Linked DNA regions of Anas platyrhynchos: region 1 is linked to region 2. Evidence: chromatin contacts called from public Hi-C data. All regions are on one chromosome and are shown on one strand. Each heading gives the region's core, a stretch centred on a gene start, on an enhancer-like site or on the middle of the called end of the contact. The rest is flanking DNA. Distances are from core to core; before and after follow the strand shown. Region 1 overlaps LOC106019526. Region 2 overlaps LITAF (lipopolysaccharide induced TNF factor).

Region 1 (3,872 bases), core at 106-2,605, 140 kb before region 2:
TCCCTTGACTCTCCCGGCTGCTGTGTGGCGCAGCGTTTTTTCCCTGTCTTAAATATGCTCTCACAGAGGCGCAAAACAACATCGCTTATTGGCTCAGATTTGGAAAACAATGGGGCCCTTCCCAAACATGGGGCAGCTTCTAGATCTTTCTCACAGAAACCACCCCTATGGCCCCCTGCTACCAAAGCCTTGCCACGTAAACCCACTACAGGTCCCCACAGCACAGGGTACGAGAGTGACCGAGAAGGAGCGGCAGAGAAGAAGTGCTGTAGGCTGACCATAACCCCCATTCCCCTGCGCCGCTCGGGGGGAGAAGGTGGAAGAGGGTGGATGGGGGGGGAAGGTGCTTTTGGTTTCTTTCCTTTGTTTCTCACTTCTCTAGCTTGTTAGTAATGAGCAATAAATCGTACTATCTTCTTATGCTGAGTCTGTTTTGCCCGTTACAATAATTATTGCATGATTTTCTCATCCTTATCTCAACCCTTGAGCCCTTTTCACATATTTTCTCCCCATTCCTCTTTGAGGAGGGGGAGTGAGAGAGCGGCTGTGGTGGAGCTCGGCTACCCACTCGAGCAGAACCACGACAATAATACTGTTACTATGCATCCACATGCAATATTTAGACCAAAAAAAGGTTGAAACAAAATTAGTATCTGCGAATTGGAACTCCTCATGAAATTCCTTTATATACTACAAGTATCCCCTCTGCTTTATTCTACAAAGCAATTTAGGAGGAAATAAGAAAGCCATTAGAGTATGAATCAGATAGGTTATGCTGTGCTTCTGAGTAAGCAGCAGAAAGGATAGATAAGATGGAAAAGGAGCAAGGAGAATTAATTCTGGAATAGGACTGTTTTTACTCACACCATAGTCAGATTCATTAGTTTCATTTTCTTGTGTGATCTTGAATATCAGATATGAAAGTATTGGAACAATGCAGTCAGAATATTCAGAATGAAGACACTTACCACTGAGGAGGAATTTCCACAGGAACAAAATTTCAGTTGCACAAATGAACAAAAGCTGCTGCTAAACTGCATGCAGCCTTCATCTTCTTTGAGGCACACGTCATATGTACACATGATGTAGAATGGTTTGGGGTCCACCTTTAACAGAAAGGGAGTTTGTTTACTTGTTTGGTGTAAGGGGTGCAAGCATACATATTTTCTAGAGAGAGCAATCTAGCAATACACCTGGAAGAGAATTGAAAAGGAGATTTGGAATTTTGTCCCCTCCCCCCAGCTCTACCTTGTAAATACTGTTCACAAATCTTTATTCTCATCCTGAATTTAAGGCTTTGAGGCTTAAGTTATCTGCAATTAAACTTTTATATCCTTGCAATAATTCTGTGCACTGTTCTGAAGTATGACATTTGAGTACTTGGGTAGTCCTTGGTTGACACAGTTATACTTACAACTTTGAAGCAGTTCCTGAGACAAGAATGTGCTTCTTCAAAAAACTCCTTACAGACTTTTTCCTTATCTGTAATTGGACATGGCTTCACATTCTTCTGTGTGAGACTGCACTTGCTCACCTAGGAAATATATATATATACACACATCAGTATAGTAGTGTGAATTCTTCAGATTTACAGTGTGAAGTGGTTTGAAGGAAGATTTTGGCAGCTCAGTACACTGCCCTGAATAACATCCATTTTTCATTAATATTGTGAAGCACCTTGTACTCTTCATAAATTAAAGTATTTGTCTCATAAATATTACAGATTATAGACATTGTTTCCTTTTTCTGTTGATTTTGTTATTCACTAAAGGATTCTAGTGGGTGGCTGCTGACACAGAAAATAGTTGGCTTGTCTTAGCTTTATTATATATGACAGATTTGAGTTGTGCTTTTACTAGATTGGGGGGGTGGAGAGGGGAGAATCTTAATCTCCTCACTGGATTACTCATACATAATAAACAGCAAAAGGCTTAAAACAAAAGTAGCGAGGTGGGGGTTGGTGTGTTCTCCCCCGTGCCTGGTGACAGGACCAGGGGGAATGGGCTTAAGTTGCACCAGGGGAGTTTTAGGTTAGATGTTAGGAAGAACTTCTTTACCGAAAGGGTTGTTAGGCATTGGAACGGGCTGCCCAGGGAAGTGGTGGAGTCACCATCCCTGGAAGTCTTTAAAAGACGTTTAGATGTAGAGTTTAGGGATATGGTTTAGTGGGGTCTGTTAGTGTTAGGTTAGAGGTTGGACTCGATGATCTTGAGGTCTCTTCCAACCTAGAAATTCTGTGATTCTGTAAAAGAAAAAAGAGAGAGAAAAAAACAACACACCTGAAGTTCCTTACAAGAATGAGCATTTTTGGACAACAAAATGCGAATGCATTTTTGTTATACATGGTTTAAATATGGTCCCAGTCAAAAGCTGATGACACTAAATATTAACAGAACTGCTAATGAACAGCATTTACTAACATTTCTTATGATTTGTTTTGACCAAACACTTTTTAGGACTTGTAATCAAATCAGCAACTTACACATTTTTTTAATCAGTAATTTCCATAGATGGCACATCTCTGAGTTTAGTAGTTCTTTAAGCAACAAACTCAGTTGAAAAAAAAATTAAACTGCAAGTTTAATCTTTCTTCCTGCAGGAGTCACACATTTGTAAAGTTAATTTACTAATCCCCTCATTTTGGACAGCCGCTGGTCTTGTAACACAAGAGCTTCATTGACTATCTGCAAGGTGGTGTTTTGAGGTAGCTGTAGCAAAGCTCCTGGTAGTAAGTTTCCAGACTGAGTTTGTAATGCAATGTGAGGTGACTCCAGGAATTCAGGGTGACTGACTGCTTTTGCTTGAGGCTTAGCTACCTGGTCAGATTTAACCTGATTCTTTTGCTTGCTTTCTGTGTCATGTACAGCTGTGCCAGAACATCTGGTCAGGAAGGATTTTCTGCAAGCTCCATATTGTCAGCACATCTGCAAAAGCTGGCTATTTGAACTGGTTATTTCCACCATATCATCTCTTTTTACCTCCTTATAAAAGTTTTTAAGACTTTATATGAATTCCTGACTTGGCACATTTGTTTTTCCAGCCATTCCTTTAATGATGTATGATGCTAGTACACTATCGGCAAGTCAGTCCTTTTATTACATTTTTACTGAACGGGATATGACTGCAAACAGCACAGAGTTCAGCTGTAGTCATCTATAAATTTTTCTTGGCAGTATACAGCACTTCAAATATGCCATGGCCTACAAATAAAATGTACTAATCAATAGCATAAGCACAGCCATTATGCCATCAGCCACTTAAAGAAGGTCATCCATGACTCCCCAGCTTGTTTATGACAGTAAGTTTCATTAGGTATTGTTTTTAATTGGTTATTATTTCTAGTTCAACTTCTCCAGGTACTTTTGCATTAGATAGTTGCATTTTTATGAATATGTTAGAAGTTAATCTTTGTAGCAGTTAAGAAAATTACATCAACAGTTAGTCATGTCATGGTCCCACAAGTACAGGCTGCAAACTTATTAGATATAACTAGCCAGTAGCAGGGAAAAGTACAAGAGACTTGAAGCAATCCTTGTTTTTAACATAAAGTACTGAAATAAAGATGAGAATAGTAGTATTTCTGTGTCCAGAACTGGGACACTTTCTGGTGTTCTTTCTCATGAAAGTAAACAGAATCAGAAAATCTTAATAGCAATATGATGTTTTCTTTGTTTCTAGTAGATTCTCAAATTATGCAAGAAGGGATTTAGAAGAACTATCAACACAGCTTGAGAGCGTGTTAAGGCTAAGATTTTATTTTGGTCATTTGCATTCACATGTATACATGTGTTTTTTCATATTTAGATTATTTTTATCTGATGATACATTACATGAATTAAGGTTAAGTCTCCTTTACACAAAGAGGTATAAAA
Region 2 (4,507 bases), core at 1,351-3,850:
AAAGCCAAATTTGTGGGAATTTGTTTCCTTACTGTTGTGTCCTGTACCTGCCTCAACAAAAGGGTTGAGTACAGCAGGGTATGATCAGAAATCTGTTTCTACCTGTACCAGCTTCTGCCAGGTCTTTTTATTGCTACAACATGGATAAAATTCGAACTATTGTGTTCAGGCTTTCATTTTGGAAAAAACAACAACTCAGTGTATTTGAAATTATTATTTCAGAAATTGTACAAGATAAACCCCTTGGGTATTATAATCAAGAATCTCGAAACACTTTGTACATATGAAGCTCAATTGCAGGCATCTCTGGAAGTGGTAAAGTTGCAGGGGCTTCAGATTCAGCTCTCCAGTGCTGCTCTGCCAAAGACACAGGTTGATTATACTGTATCAGTGGATACAGTAAATTGCTTGATTAAGGAAAACAAAGGTGCAACTGCAGATGTTACTGGAACACCTCTCTGATGGTCAGTTATTATATAATGAGGCAAGAACAGAGGACAAGAAAGAAAGTTTAGGCTAGATATCATACTTTTTTTTTCTTCTTCTCCATGCCATAATTTTTGTTTTTAATAGTCCTAACAGCATAGTAAAAATTCAAAGGTAACAATTAACTTTCATTGCTCTAAGAGTCAGTTTTAAAATTGCAGGTGTAAAAAAAGTAATCATTTTCACTGATTTAATAACAGACATGAGTTTGCTCCAAAGACTTACTAATTTGCCAAATTCAGACTAGTGAGACTAGGGAGATTGTGAGATGCTCACCAAGCTGCTGTCCACCACAATCAAGAGTTTATGGAATCAGTCTGTCAGAAGAGAGCGATATTGCAGAGCAGGAGACAGCTGGTGTGCATGAGGAAGCATCCATGTCTGGTATCATTTACTTTGCCCCTTCCTATAGGGAGCAAACGGATGCAGATGTGAAATATTGCATAGATTCAGAGATTTTTCTTTCTTCTAAGAAGTTCTGACCAGTTTGGCATTAGAGTAGGAGGGGCTGAATTTTCTTATTGATAAGCACACTGCTGTGTTAACAGGCTGTTCCTGGACTATTTTAATTTGGTAGCAACAGCCCTGTGCTGAGGCTGGAGTTTACGGAACCCTAGTGTTAAACATTTAAGCTGCAATATCCCCTTACAGAAATGAAGCTGTGTGTTCAAACATACATTGTTATTCTGGGAACCACTGGCCTGAAAAGAAAGAAAAAAGTGCTTTTCTTTGCTTCAGTACAAGCACAGTAGATGCTTTTAGCTGTCGTTACCTGAAGCACTTATGACATCTCAGTGCAACTGAAAAAATTCTCTTTCTTCAGCAAAACCTGCTGAATTATCAGTTACACAGTAAAAAACTGATGGGTGATAACCAGGCTGCCAGGACTGGAACTGACAATGCTTTACTTGCAATTCTGCTCCTTCAGCAGACTATGTGACAGCAAACTCTAATACAAATGATTCATTGAGAACTGCAGGATATATTAGTTAAAGCTGCCCTATTTGGGTGTCCAGGGCTGTGCAAATAGGCTTCATGGGTAACAATTAGAAATTATCACAGCATCTCTTTTCATTTGAATTACATAAAATTACCATCTGAGAACTAGGACAGTACAAAAAGATACAGCTCTAGCACTTTATCAGAACAATCTGTATCCAAATCCTACCAAAAGGACTCAAGCAGCAGCTTGTACTTCAGCCATTCAAAACACAGGGTTAGATGTTCTCCTCTTAAGTGAAAAGCCACAGCACTGCTAGCAGCTAGACCCTCAGAAGATTACTAAAGCTCACAACAAAAGTACTAGATCAGCACTAAATGAAGTGTGTGAAGGATCCTTGTGAAAGCATGCCACTTGGGGAGGGGAAACCCTCTGCTTTTGTCATCTCGGACTTGGTGCTGGAGCAGCCTTTGACAAGCCTTAGGCAGCAACAGAAATGGTAGAGGCACAGTTATCCACTGTGAAAGTCCTGATTACTGGAGTCAGCAAGATCCCTTTGGCCTCCTATCACAGTGCCTACCTTTGATATATGGGAAACAGAGTGGTAGTCAGCCACATGCTTCAGTTCCAGAGAACGAGAAGCCATCCAAAGGATGTTAAGACACAGGCCAAGACATCAGGTTGAGGGTTAGACTAAATAACATAGTGCCCCGCTACTCTCCTGTCTCACCATCCAGCCTGAGATCTCATGAAACAGGACTGCCTTGAGTCTTCCAAGAGACCCGGAAATGCCTTTGTAGGTGTTTACTTTCTTCCTGGTCATTTCTTGTTTACTTTCTTCCTGGTCATTTCTTGTATGCTGTTTTGCAAACTGCACCACTTGTTATCTTCTGTGGCATATGTCAGAGCATGTTTCTGCCACACCACACTTCTGAAGGCTTGGTTCCTGTGGTGTCAGACCACAGAATGTGTAACAGGAGGAGCTGTGCCTGTAAAACAGTGACCATGCCTCTGTCTAAGAGCACAACCATTGAAGTCACCTGGCTGCTCGCTTAACAGCAAAAGCAGACTCCACCCAAGTCCAGAGACCAAATTGCTCACCCCATTATCTTCCCAGTAGATTGTAACCTGCATGCCAGTAAGCATATTTTGTCTCCAGCTACCAGCTATGCAGAATCTGTTGTTTTGCTGCTTGGGTTGCAAGGTCGTGCAGCTGAGAGGAGCCTGAGTGCCCAGTGCTTGTCCACACAAAAATAAATATTTCTTACCCTCCACAAAATTGCAAACAAGCCAGATGCACCTGTAGTTTGGGTTGAAAAGAAACTGAACATTTTTATTATTTTTTTTTTTTCCAACAGAAAGAAGAACTCTTCAATCTGTTGCATTCAGTATATTTATTATGTGATATAATTTAAACAGATTTATTTTCTCAGCTGAAGACAAGTCACTGCTAATGATTAAGGACCAACTGCACATACACAGCTGTAGATTCTCCTGCCTCTTTTATTTTGTATGAATTGCCAAGTAATGTCAGTGCAGCATGCAGTACACACTGCTCCTCTACAACTCATTGCCCTGTCTTTTAAACTCAGCTCCACTTTCTAACACGGAGTTTTCTTCAAACCAATGCTTCATCTTAGATGGAAAATGGGATTCCTTTATCCAAGAGGAAGGTTTTTCAGGGTCAAAAAAAAAAAAAAAATATATATATATATATATATATAAATAAACAAAAACAAGAAAATGCAAAACTCCATTTTATAATGACAACTTTCAGCAGCAGAATATGCTGGAATGTGTTTTGAGAGATGCAGATTCATCCTACAACACACAGATGTAAACTCTAAATTTGCTTATATTGAGCGAAGCCAAGTTCTACCAGTCATTGCCTAAAAGCATGACTTGGTGCCCAAGATCAGGCCATGACTATGCAGAACTCACACTGTAGTGTCCTCCTGACAAGCAAAAGAAGTGCACGTAACCATTGCCTATGACAAACATGCAAGAGACTTGGGCCATATATAGAACTGCCTATGTTTCTAAACTATATAAATCAGCCTAAATAAATCACCCATCAAAACATCCTGTTTGGTTCCAGTCCTGTATTTAAGCACTGCTACAGCAGAGACCTGACGGCAGAGTTTGGTAGCAGACAGCATGAGTATAATGCAAAGGTCTGAGTCTGAACTTCTTTGAATACCAGAAAGCTGGTTTGGAGTTACAAAACCTGGTCACAAATATGTAAAGATACTACTAACACTATTCATAACAGGCAATGTCGTCACCCTCCCTCTCACCCCCCCCCCCAACAAACATAAAAAAAAAGGCAGCAACCCACACTACCAAAGTAAATACCAACACGAAACAATCCCCTGCCAGAAATCTGCAAGGCCACAGCAAGTATTAAAACTGGGGGAGAGGAAGAAGGGGAATCATGTTATCTTTGCTTTGGAAGTGTAACTTCCCGCAGAAAAGACACGCGGAATGCTGTCTGTAAGGAACAAAGATTTATTAGGACAGACAATATTTTAATGGACTGGTATACCTATTTCCTTCCTTTCTATTTCCTTCCTGCACATACTACTTGTGGAATGGATTCCTGCATCCTTTCCAAGTTGTATGGCATCTGTTTTCTTCCCTAGCCACAAGAGCCTTTTGTAGCTACCTGCATCTCCTACCCACTCTACACAACAGCATTCTCTTCAATATTCACAGAATCACAGAATTTCTAGGTTGGAAGAGGCCTCAAGATCATCGAGTCCAACCTCTGACCTAACACTAACAGTCCCCACTAAACCATATCCCTAAGCTCTACATCTAAACGTCTTTTAAAGACTTCCAGGGATGGTGACTCCACCACTTCCCTGGGCAGCCTGTTCCAGTGTCTAACAACCCTTTCGGTAAAGAAGTTCTTCCTAAGATCCAACCTGAAACTCCCCTGGCGCAACTTAAGCCCATTCCCCCTCGTCCTGTCACCAGGCACGTGGGAGAACAGACCAACCCCCACCTCTCCACAGCCTCCTTTAAGGTATCTGTAGAGAGCAATAAGGTCGCCCCTGAGCCTCCTTTTCTCCAGGCTGA

The links. Hi-C and Micro-C count contacts between places; a contact is called where the count stands out from the background.
Region 1: a contact with region 2 is called in a Hi-C map of skeletal muscle, with 2.8 times the contacts expected there. The contact joins two enhancer-like sites. A contact is called at or near these places in 2 of 8 Hi-C or Micro-C datasets (liver and skeletal muscle).

The regions. Positions count from the first base shown.
Region 1 is chr15:3,063,019-3,066,890 of IASCAAS_PekinDuck_T2T, reverse strand. LOC106019526 reads right to left here. Exons shown (of 67, transcript XM_072023999.1): 64 at 2,628-2,866; 65 at 1,415-1,534; 66 at 1,090-1,106; 67 at 1-1,088. The coding sequence ends at 965. Among named protein-coding and RNA genes, the nearest start is that of RMI2, 14 kb to the left of the region's middle. Within about 2 kb of position 1,355, at least 1 of the 8 cell types and tissues checked has an H3K27ac peak or open chromatin away from gene starts, as enhancers often do.
Region 2 is chr15:2,924,629-2,929,135 of IASCAAS_PekinDuck_T2T, reverse strand. All of the region lies in intron 3 of LITAF (lipopolysaccharide induced TNF factor), which reads right to left. Among named protein-coding and RNA genes, the nearest start is that of LITAF, 72 kb to the right of the region's middle. Within about 2 kb of position 2,600, at least 2 of the 8 cell types and tissues checked have an H3K27ac peak or open chromatin away from gene starts, as enhancers often do.